3 separate regions of the Hordeum vulgare genome follow, and all the other regions are linked to region 2. The links are chromatin contacts, called in public Hi-C maps. All regions are on one chromosome and are shown on one strand. Each heading gives the region's core, a stretch centred on a gene start, on an enhancer-like site or on the middle of the called end of the contact. The rest is flanking DNA. Distances are from core to core; before and after follow the strand shown.

Region 1 (3,199 bases), core at 536-3,035, 690 kb after region 2:
CCATGACCCACCTGGCCCCGCACAATTATCCCTCCTTCCATTTTCTCATGAGCATGCTGTTTGAATACAGTCAAATCATATGTGCAGTTCTGCACCATGCCTACACACCCTACCTATTTTCTCTCCATGTCCACCGGACACCACCGATCTTTCTCTCACTCTTTCTCCATTATCTCAAGATCCAGCCGGCCCTTCCATCCCTTCCACCATAGGCGGCCACCCTCCGGATCTGGAGGTCTCCGACTAGATCATGGTCCTCCCCACCACGGCGTGCGGTACAGAGTCCCCGGATCGCTCGCCATCAATCAGTATGGTGCAGATCTGGCAGTCCGCCATCCCCAAACCTCCGTTGCATTGACGCCTCCTAGCACCAGATCCCGCGACGAACGAGTTGTGTTGTGCATCCTCCGGCAGTTAATCCCCCCTTCCCCGCTTGCCAAATCTAGGAGCTGTTTTACAAGGTGATAAGGATTGGGATTGCTTTTTCCTGCTTGCCCATGGATTTGTATTACATGGTGATAAGGATTTTTATTGCAAGTGTGCAAAATTTCTTCTGTCGTGAGTGATCTAGGATCGGGATCCATCACTTTTGGTTTTGGTCTTTTGGTTTTGGCCTGATTTCATCTTTCTTAACTTTCATACTCCACTTACAAGGATGAAATGGAGGCTGGATGACGACTGCCATACACGATGGAAGAGTGTTGCTGGTTCCCAGCATAGATTGCAATTATTTAGGCAGAATTGCACAAGAACTTTTTGGATGCCCTAATTGTACTTTGCTGAAATTTGGCGAAGGACTTTCCGTTTTAACGGAACTCTGTATAATTTACCAAAGAACTTTATTGTTGTATGTGACGAGGACTTCCTGAAAACTTTGCCATAGCTTCATATAAGTACAGTAACTTTATTAATCCCGTTTTTGAACTCTATCATTGAAACCTAAAGAACTTCAATTTCATGGCAAAGTTCAGAAACAACGTTACAAAGTATAGTTTTATTTATACAATTTTTTCCTTCTAGAATAAACTAAAATGAAATTTGATACATTTTTATTTATCACTTATAAAAAGAACTTTTGAATCGCATGCAACCAAGATAACCCGTGTTTGAATTTTAAATCTTAAAAAGTTTCATGTACATAGTGGTCAGGAATCTGCAGGACAGTGCATGACCTAGTGATAGACGAATCTATAGGTCCCGACCCTGCATCTATTTTTTATCAGTAATGCTACATCGACGGACCCATACGGGGTTTTACGACTGGGTTTGAGGTGTCAAATTAGCATTGGATTAAGGTGAAAGAGGGGCCACCCATCTGAAAATCAGGGGATGGAGAGTATTAGAGGAGAGGCCTTCGTAAAACTCATGTAAGTGTCCGTATGTTTAGCATTTTTTGATTTTTTTTATACGGCCTGATATACATGCGCTAGACCCCCATGTGAGGATGGAATACCATGCATGGCTGGCAATTTGGTGGGCCACGCTGATGGGACTGCATGCTGGATGGGCGGCGAGGATACAAGTTGCGCGTGCATAGTGTTAGACAAAATCCAGGTCCGAATAGAGATCGGTTTCATAAGAACAGCCGAGTTCGGCTCGAACCGTTTTTTCACGAAACAAAAGAAAAATGCCTCAAAAAGGAACGAGCTCGGCTCGAACCAGGAGCCCCAGCCTCCCAAGACGGTTCGTGGTCTGTCCATATATTGATTGACGCGCATATGCATCTCGCAACAGGTTTTTCGGCTGCACCAGGCTTTTCGGCTGCTCCCTTGCTCTACAGTCCGCATGGCCATAAGCATCGACGTCTCTGCGCTGCTCGACGGGACCGACTCCGCCGAGAACAAGCCGCCCAACCCATCCGACATGTCGGGCAGCTTGGCATTTCCCAGCCGGGCGGTGGCCAACATGATGCGGCGATGGAATTACCGGGAAGGCTCAGGCCTCGGCGCGCAGGGGCAAGGAATCGTCCTGCCTATACAGGCCGTCGTGCGGGTGCGGCGGCGTCCAAGGGCCGGCCTCGGCTACCGTGAGAAACCATACGACAATGGTCTCCACGTGCCGCCGGAGCCACCCGTGGATGAGGAGTGCCGCGAGTGGGAGGATATTGCACGGGCCATGCGGCTCGAAACCGAGTGCTGCGAGACGATCCTCGCGCTCCTGCATGACATGAGGCTTCAAGGGGACGACCGCGTGGAGACGGCGGATGCGCTCAAGGCCGTGGCTAAGTCCAAGAAGGGGCTCCATGGGAAGTGTGTGCCAGGGACGTTCAAAGCCGGGCTGCCTCCTTCCGCCGCGCGCTACATAATCGAGCAGGTGATCATGCCGAGGATGGTCGCCGGCGTGCGAGAGTGGAAGCCGTCGTCATGGGATCCGGACTGTGGCGACTGGCTACGCCCGTGGATTCCCCTCATCGGACACTTGCCAGAGAGCCTCTACGGCATCGTGGAGAGCAAGATCAGCAACCGTGGTTACGAAGTCGTATCGCCATGGAAGGGATACCTTAGCCCGGTGCAATGGGACACCTTCAGCAAACGTGACATCCTGCCATATCTAACACGGTTAGTACGGGAGATGAGGATCACGCCGCCCAAGCAGACGGACCCTTCGTTCCGGACCGTGATGTTGTGGGCACCTCTGATGCGCGCTCAAGACGTGGTGTCGATCCTTGAAGCCGAACATTTCTTTGACAAGTGGGAAGACGCGTTGCGACACTGGCTGCAAGCCGCCAAGCCCTCGTTGGGGGAGGCCACCGCATGGTGCACCGGCTGGAAGAAGCTCTTCACGCCGGAGCTGCTCGCCGACCAAAGTGTGCTCGCGCATCTTGATGCTGGCCTTGATATGGTCGATCCTGTAATGCAAGACCTCGACAGTCTTTTTAGCAAGTTGTAGTCTGCATCTACTGTAATTTGTCTTGCATGACAATTTGTATTGTAGAGATGCAGTTACTCGTTATCTTCTAAAAATAATATCATGGAACATCAGAGACAGTCAAGATTAAGAAATGTTCCTTTCTTGAAGCCGCAAGGAATGTACATTTTCACTCGAGTCCCACGGAATTAATTGGAATAATTTGTTTGTTTAATTTACAAGAGATATAATTACAAACAGATGTATATCGTGGTGTATTGTAGTGTGTTGGAGTTATAATGACAGAAACATGTTATCATCCTGCGGAACATAAGATATACCGGCATTCTAG
Region 2 (3,283 bases), core at 147-2,646:
TCTTCAGCAGAGTTATATGAATATATAGGTAACACTGAAATATGTGTTTGATCTGGAAGCTTATAGATGCTAAGCAATTTTTTAGTGATCTTGGATGCTATCATCTACATAGACTTTTCTCCGTAATAATTTGCTTCCAGTTTGTTGTTTCATGGACGATCAGATGGTATTTCATCTAGCTCTTCCAGTTTTTTGGTTCATGGACGGTCAGATGGTATCTCACCTTACTAGCGTGCTTTCAATTATCAATTTGCTAAACACGCAAAAGCCTCTCAAATTTTCGCTCGTACTATATAGTACTCTACATTAATTGTTTCTTATTGAAATTTGAAGGCATGTGAATTAGAAGATTGTCTTTTTTATAGGATGCCTATACTTTGAGGATTATAAATTGAGTATTTTCTAATGTGGTGCAAAATTTTGTGTTGTTCTTATGGCCCATGGTCCTACGTAAACGTATGTACAACGAATTTTTAAAATATAACAAAACAAACACATAGTGAACCAATTGGTGCCTCGTGTTGTCAGGCATGCTTCCGTGAATCGACTTGAATAGATTGATTGGTGATAATATGTCTATTAGGAGTTGCGGCGGTAGTTTGATTCAGCACTATCACCGCATCAGGATCAATATCTTAGGTGTAAGAAGAGAACAAGAGCTTTATCACTTATATATGTATCAACTAGATGCATCTTTTGTTTTGTACAAACTACTTTACCATGAATCAAGTCTTGGGATGACTTATCAAATATTATAAGAAAACTAAATATATTATCAATCCTTATAGCGCGGCGTGCCGCTGCGCACTACTCGTTAGTATACGTTGTACTCCCTTCATCCGAAAATATTTGTTCTAAAGATGAATGTATCTAGACTTATTTTAGTTATAGATATATCCATTATATCCATTTCTAGGACAAGTATTTCCGAACGGAGGAAGTATATGCTAAGACATACGATCAATACAAATATTGACAAACCATAGTGCTGATTGATGTATCCGGTATTCTTTTGGCAGTTCGTGGTTCATAATTTGGAGATCCAACTTAAACTATTTGGGTGCTGTTAAATGTAGTAAAATGTCCTGCAGATAACCTACAGTAACAATAATGTTTACTAAATTTGAGTGACACATGTTAGATCATATTCCTTTGTCCAAATAGTGGGATGAAACCGTTCAATTCCATCTCATTAGGTCCATCAAACATGAAAATGAAACTATTCTATTCTACTGGAATGAAACCATTACATTCCATTATATTTGGTTCTACTCCTACAACCAAACACACCTTAGCAATCCCGTTTCTCAATATAGTTTTGTTTCATTACAGTACTAGTCTTCCTGACGGGTGGGTCCACCACCGCGACCCAGTCAAGGGCACGGGGACGTGAGAACTTTGCCGGCGCAACCCAAATTCCGACCACGACTTCCTACGACCCTCAGACGCCGCCCTCGAAACGACCCACTCGCCCCTCTCTCCGCCGCGTCCAAACTAGTGCTCCGGCGAGCTTTCCGGCAGCGGCGCGATGGGTGAGCGGAAGGTGCTGAACAAGTACTACCCGCCGGACTTCGACCCGGCGAAGATCCCGCGGCGGAAGCAGCCCAAGAACCAGCAGATCACGGTTCGCATGATGCTTCCCATGAGCATCCGGTGTGGCACTTGTGGGACCTACATCTACAAGGGCACCAAATTCAACTCGCGCAAGGAGGACTGCATCGGCGAGGTACGCACGCGCCGCTGCGCCCCCACCCGTCCGATTGTCGTGATACCTAGGCTTTGTTATTCAACCCTAGCGCCACACTGGGCTCTAATTGCACAATTTGAGTCGTTTCATGCTCCGATTAGCAAGCGATGGTGTCAGTTTTGCCGTGGTGTGGTGTTTGCCCATTGATGTTTGTTCCGGTCTGTGCAAAACCGAAAAGCTATAACATAGTGATCCGAGCTGTATAGGGTAGTCAAAGAAGCTATTCAAATCATATTGTCTGCTTTGATTTTTCATAATCTTCATTGGCATGCAACACAAAGTTCATGCTTATATGAAGTATATCAAAAATGGGGCATACAAAGTTAATAAGAGCATCTCCAGCAGATCCCCTTTCCACGAAAACTCAGTGAGTTGGGTGCAGATCCCCTTTCCCTCAAAACTTCATGGTGATCACCAAAAAACCCGCCCTGACTCGCCCTATATAGAGGGGGAGATACAACTCATCCTATAAATGCCACATCACCGAGCCACCATTAAATCCCTCGCCCCGCCTTGTGCCATGAGAGAATTCGTGAAGAAGAGAGAGAGAGAGGAAGTTTTTTTTAGCTCACCGACATGTTGGCCCCACACGACGGGAGTAAATTGGGGATAAGTTTATTGGTGATCTGCAATGGCAGCACACATGCGAATACCAATAAATCTATTGGTAGAGCCCCTATAACTACTTATAGGGGGAGTTTTCTTGTGATCTGCTGGAGATGCTCTAACTCACATTTAATCTCGAAGCACCCTGAACTATCTTCTACTCCCTCCGTTCCTAAATATAAGTCTTTTTAGAGTTCCCACTAGAAAACTACATACGGATGTATATAGACATACATTAGAGTATAGATTCACTCATTTTGCTCCGTATGTAGTCTCTTAGTGAAATATCTAAAAAGACTTATATTTAGGAATGGAGGGAGTACTAGTGTAGAAGACCCTCTTATAATATGGGAGGGAGAGAGTAGCTATAATGCAGTTTAACTGTTATTCTGAGAGTGTCGAGTCCAATTTACAACCACTGTCTGCATCCAGTGTTTATCACTATATATGGGGAAGCATAACCTTCCATTGCTTGGAATTCTTGAATTTTGTAACCATGTTGATGATGCATATTTTAGTTATTGATGATATCGATACAATTTAAATCCATGCTAATATGATTATTTTTCTTCTATGTGCAGACATACTTGGGCATACAAATATTTAGGTTTTACTTCAAGTGTACTAGGTGCTCAGCTGAGATGACCTTCAAAACAGACCCTCAGAACTCAGACTACACGGTGGAATCTGGGGCTAGTCGCAATTTTGAACCTTGGCGTGAAGAGGATGAGGTGAGTGATATAGGGCAAATTCTAAGTACAGCTTCTATGTTTCGACCAGCTTGAGTTTCAATGCAATATGGTGATGTATTTTCTGTTGTTCAGGTCGTGGACAAACAGAAGAGAAAACGAGAAGCAGAGGAGATGGGCGATGCAATGAGAGCACTGGAGAACAGAGCAATGGATTCAAAGCAGGACATGGACATACTTG
Region 3 (3,599 bases), core at 893-3,392, 710 kb after region 2:
TCAAACGCAGGCAGCAGGGCTAGATACACCAACCTACTCAAGCTAGCAACATATGCTAACACAGAGCTATACAAGAAATACCGTAATGGCAACAGTAAAGTGTACATGACCAAGGCGACAAACAAAATATTGAATTACTTAAAGCCATGCAGCAACATACTAAGCCATGCAGAAGGGGTTTATCATAATACTCCATCCGTTCTTAAATATAGATCTTTTTAGAGATTTCACTAGGGGGCTAAATACGAAGCAAAATGAATGAATCTATACTTTGAAACACATCGGCACCCTTATCAGGCCATAAAAAAATCTTTGAAACAGCAAAGTGAACTGATATAATAAGATGTGTCGGAAGGTTAAGCAGGTTCAAGCAGAAAAAGGCTCAATAATTTTACCTCCCTGACTCATGTACTATTATACAAAGGTACACAATGGATTATTCTGAGGAACACTGTGCAAATGATTGAGGATACATACTCTTTCTCGAGTACAGAAACAAAGAATAACTGTGAGCTCACCTTTACCATCGAAGAGACCTGATACACCAACCACCAAGTATTAATAATTTATAAAGAGAAGATATGCACAAAAATAAACTAAAGCATAACAGGAAGCAGAATTTCACACCATGGAAAATGCCGCGGACAATGCTACACCAATGCCAATCCAGAAAACAGGTGAACCACTGCAAAGATTTTGGAACTCGCCATCATGGGAAGGTCAACTTGAGAACACGAAATGTAGGCAAACAAAGAGAGAACTCACATATATGATGAGGGGGGCGGCATGGGAGGCAGGGTACCAGTTCCCGTCGATGTATTCTCGCTGCTGGTTGAAGAAGATATGCTGGCAAATCCCTTTGTGTACAATCCATCTGAAACTGATGTGGCAAACATCATATAGTATGTAAAAAATAAGAACAAGAATATCAAAATGGGTGCAAACTAAGGCCCTGTTTGGAACCACAATAGATTATAATAATCTGGATTATGAAGATAGATTATATAATCTGGTTTATAAAAATAATCTAGGTGGATATGTTTGGAGGCCAGATTATATAAACTGTAATCTAGGTTTTATATTGTACAATGACATGTCTGCCCTCTGTTTTTTAGCTGCAAAGGTAATAATCTAGGTGGGCATGTTTGGAGGACGGTGGCGGTGGCAGTAGGTAATTATCTCCAAGTTTCCAAGGGTAATGGGTCATTAGTAATCCATAATCTGATTTTAGCTGGGGTAGAGTAGATTATGAGTTTTTAATAATCTGGACATCTAGTTTTTATAAACTGCAATATAATTTGTCATGTTTGGAGACATAATAGATTATAAAAATCAGATTATATGATCTGAGTGGTTCCAAACAGGGCCTAACACACTATGCTTATCAGCTACTCGTACTATAAAAAAAGAATTATGATGAATGAGGTGCGCATTATCTACTTATTATCAAGCAGTATGTCAGAGACACGGATGGATAAGCTAACCCTTCCTAATCTCAAGCTATCATCCAGGCTGCTATCATCTGCCCGTACTGCAAATACATATAGGAGAAGTACAAGGTCGAATCATCAGCCGTGGATCTAGCTAACGTATAGAGCCCCACAGACGCCGGTAGAATCTCAAGAGAATTAGAGCTCGGACTAGTCAAGTGCCGCATGCTCCTCCAATCAAAGAGCGCATCGGGGTCGCATCGCATCCAAACACAGCACAATTCACGGAGACGACAGAAGAAGGCCCTCACCGTTCCTAGATCCGCGGGACGCGGCGGAGACGACGAGCCTCGGCCGCCTGGACCCCCTCCGGCCGGCGGCAGCAGAGAGCGGCGCCGCCGGGAGGGGCCGCGACGGGCGGCTGGAGGCGGAGAGGAGGGGCAGGCGGGGAGACGCGGAGCACGAGGAGGCGAGGACGAGGCTCTCCATCACGAGCCTGGGGGAGGCAGCCTAGCCTAGCTTCACTCCGGTCTCCGGGTCACGAGGCCTTGTTGCTCTCGCCTGTGGCTGGCGCTAGGGTTTTGGGTTTGCGTGCGGAGAAGCCGAACTGGATGGCGAAACCAAAGCCCTCTCCCTCTCCCTCTCGCTGTAAGGGTGGTTAGCGAGCAGGCAGGCTATAGTAACAGCTAACAGGGGAGGGAGAGCAACATCTATCCACTCGTACAATACAAGACTTTCTGCTGGAAGAACGACGAGATTCCTACTAGTACAAGTGTGCAACATTCTGGGTTTTTTTAGGTGAAATAATGTATTTATTAAAAAAAATAGGTTAATAATGTACTTATTACTCGTCACGAAAGGTTCATACAATCAATCGCAGATAGCGAGACATATAGCAGTTTGTGGGGGGAGAGATGTGTGTGGGCTCTCGCGACGCGCTCGGCGACTCCGCCGCCCCGCTTGGCCCCGCCGGGGCTCCCGATGCCCCTGCCTCTCCTCTCCCCGTTGTCGTCGACCACCCCCCAACCGCCGATGTGGACGTTGGCTTCCCCTGAGGTAACCCTTGTTTGCTCTCTCATGGTAGTGTGACACGTGCTCGTCCCTGTGTCGTTGGTTCGTGTCCAGGCTCGGCCTTCAAGAGCGTGTGCTCGCGCCTTTCTCTCCTCCATGTCCCATGATCCTGGGTCCTTCCCTGACCTGGGCAAGCCCGACGTGCTCTGGGTCATCGCGCCCTTCCCGGGGGCGTGTTTCTCGGCTGCAGGGGTCACTGGCCTCCCTTTCTACTTCTTCTGTGCCCCGGACGAGTCTCTCAAGGTCGTCCGCGTCGGTGAGCTCGTCTTCTGTGTCGAGGTCGCCAGTCCGGCGATCGCCGCGTTCCTCATCGTGTTGGCCCTGGCCTCATGCCTGCCATTAACCTGTCCCTCTTTGCGTCGCGTGGAAGGGCCCGCGTGGCAGCGGCCATGCCTCTGGCTCGAGTGAGGCGAATTGGTGTCCCTTGCCACCCACCGGCTGTAACTGTGGCCTCTAGCTACTCTCGCCTCATTAGCCTGTTGGGCATTTGGTGCCCTGTCCCCTCCGGAGTTAATAGCCTCGGTTTGCTCCCCTGCCTTCGGACACCGTTTCGGTTGCTGATTCGCCAAAAACCCCTGCGAATCCATTGTCCATCATGCTCCCGATCTCCCGACGGGATTGGTCGTGCCTCCCGGCAACAACGCAGGCGTTGCTAGCAGTTGTCCATTGCGCATTGACTGCCTGGAGGTTGACAGCTCCGCGGTGATGGACCCGGTTGCGTTTACTTCCCTGACTCCCGTGGGGAAAAGTTCTTACAAGGACACGTTGCTTTCACCTGCCTTGCGTAGGGAAAAAACTCGCGCTTCGCCCCTCCTCTCTCCCGGGCTAGTTGTTTTCACTGCCTCTCCTCCCACCATCTCGTACGCGACTATCGCGACCCCGTTCGCTGCCGCCGTTGTCGGGTCTCTGGGCACCGCGCAGGCTCGCCTCGCTGTGCCATGGCCTCCCTCCTCGGCTCTCGTCCCCCGCCGCGGCCTCTGCCTCCCCCGCACGGCCAGCCCCCGTCCCGAATCTGCCCCCTCCTCCGCCGCCTCCCCCTGCTCGTCGTCCGCTCACTCCATACCCGACGATGCGTGCCCACTCCTCCAAACACCTTGC

Evidence for each region. Hi-C and Micro-C count contacts between places; a contact is called where the count stands out from the background.
Region 1: a contact with region 2 is called in a Hi-C map of seedling, with 1.9 times the contacts expected there. The contact joins the promoter of LOC123430308 here to the promoter of LOC123426786 in region 2. A contact is called at or near these places in 2 of 6 Hi-C or Micro-C datasets (leaf and seedling) and 1 of 1 datasets of contacts at active chromatin or transcription factors (embryo).
Region 3: a contact with region 2 is called in a Hi-C map of leaf, with 7 times the contacts expected there. The contact joins the promoter of LOC123426787 here to the promoter of LOC123426786 in region 2. A contact is called at or near these places in 1 of 6 Hi-C or Micro-C datasets (leaf) and 1 of 1 datasets of contacts at active chromatin or transcription factors (embryo).

The regions. Positions count from the first base shown.
Region 1 is chr2H:487,361,383-487,364,581 of MorexV3_pseudomolecules_assembly, forward strand. It overlaps LOC123430308 (septin and tuftelin-interacting protein 1 homolog 1-like), which reads left to right and starts at 1,786. Exons shown (of 1, transcript XM_045114178.1): 1 at 1,786-2,926. The coding sequence starts at 1,786. The coding sequence ends at 2,889.
Region 2 is chr2H:486,669,356-486,672,638 of MorexV3_pseudomolecules_assembly, forward strand. It overlaps LOC123426786 (splicing factor YJU2-like), which reads left to right and starts at 1,397. Exons shown (of 8, transcript XM_045110668.1): 1 at 1,397-1,726; 2 at 2,935-3,084; 3 at 3,178-3,283. The coding sequence starts at 1,529.
Region 3 is chr2H:487,378,441-487,382,039 of MorexV3_pseudomolecules_assembly, forward strand. It overlaps LOC123426787 (protein TIC 40, chloroplastic), which reads right to left and starts at 2,143. Exons shown (of 14, transcript XM_045110670.1): 1 at 1,742-2,143; 2 at 766-874; 3 at 628-685; 4 at 519-536. The coding sequence starts at 1,919.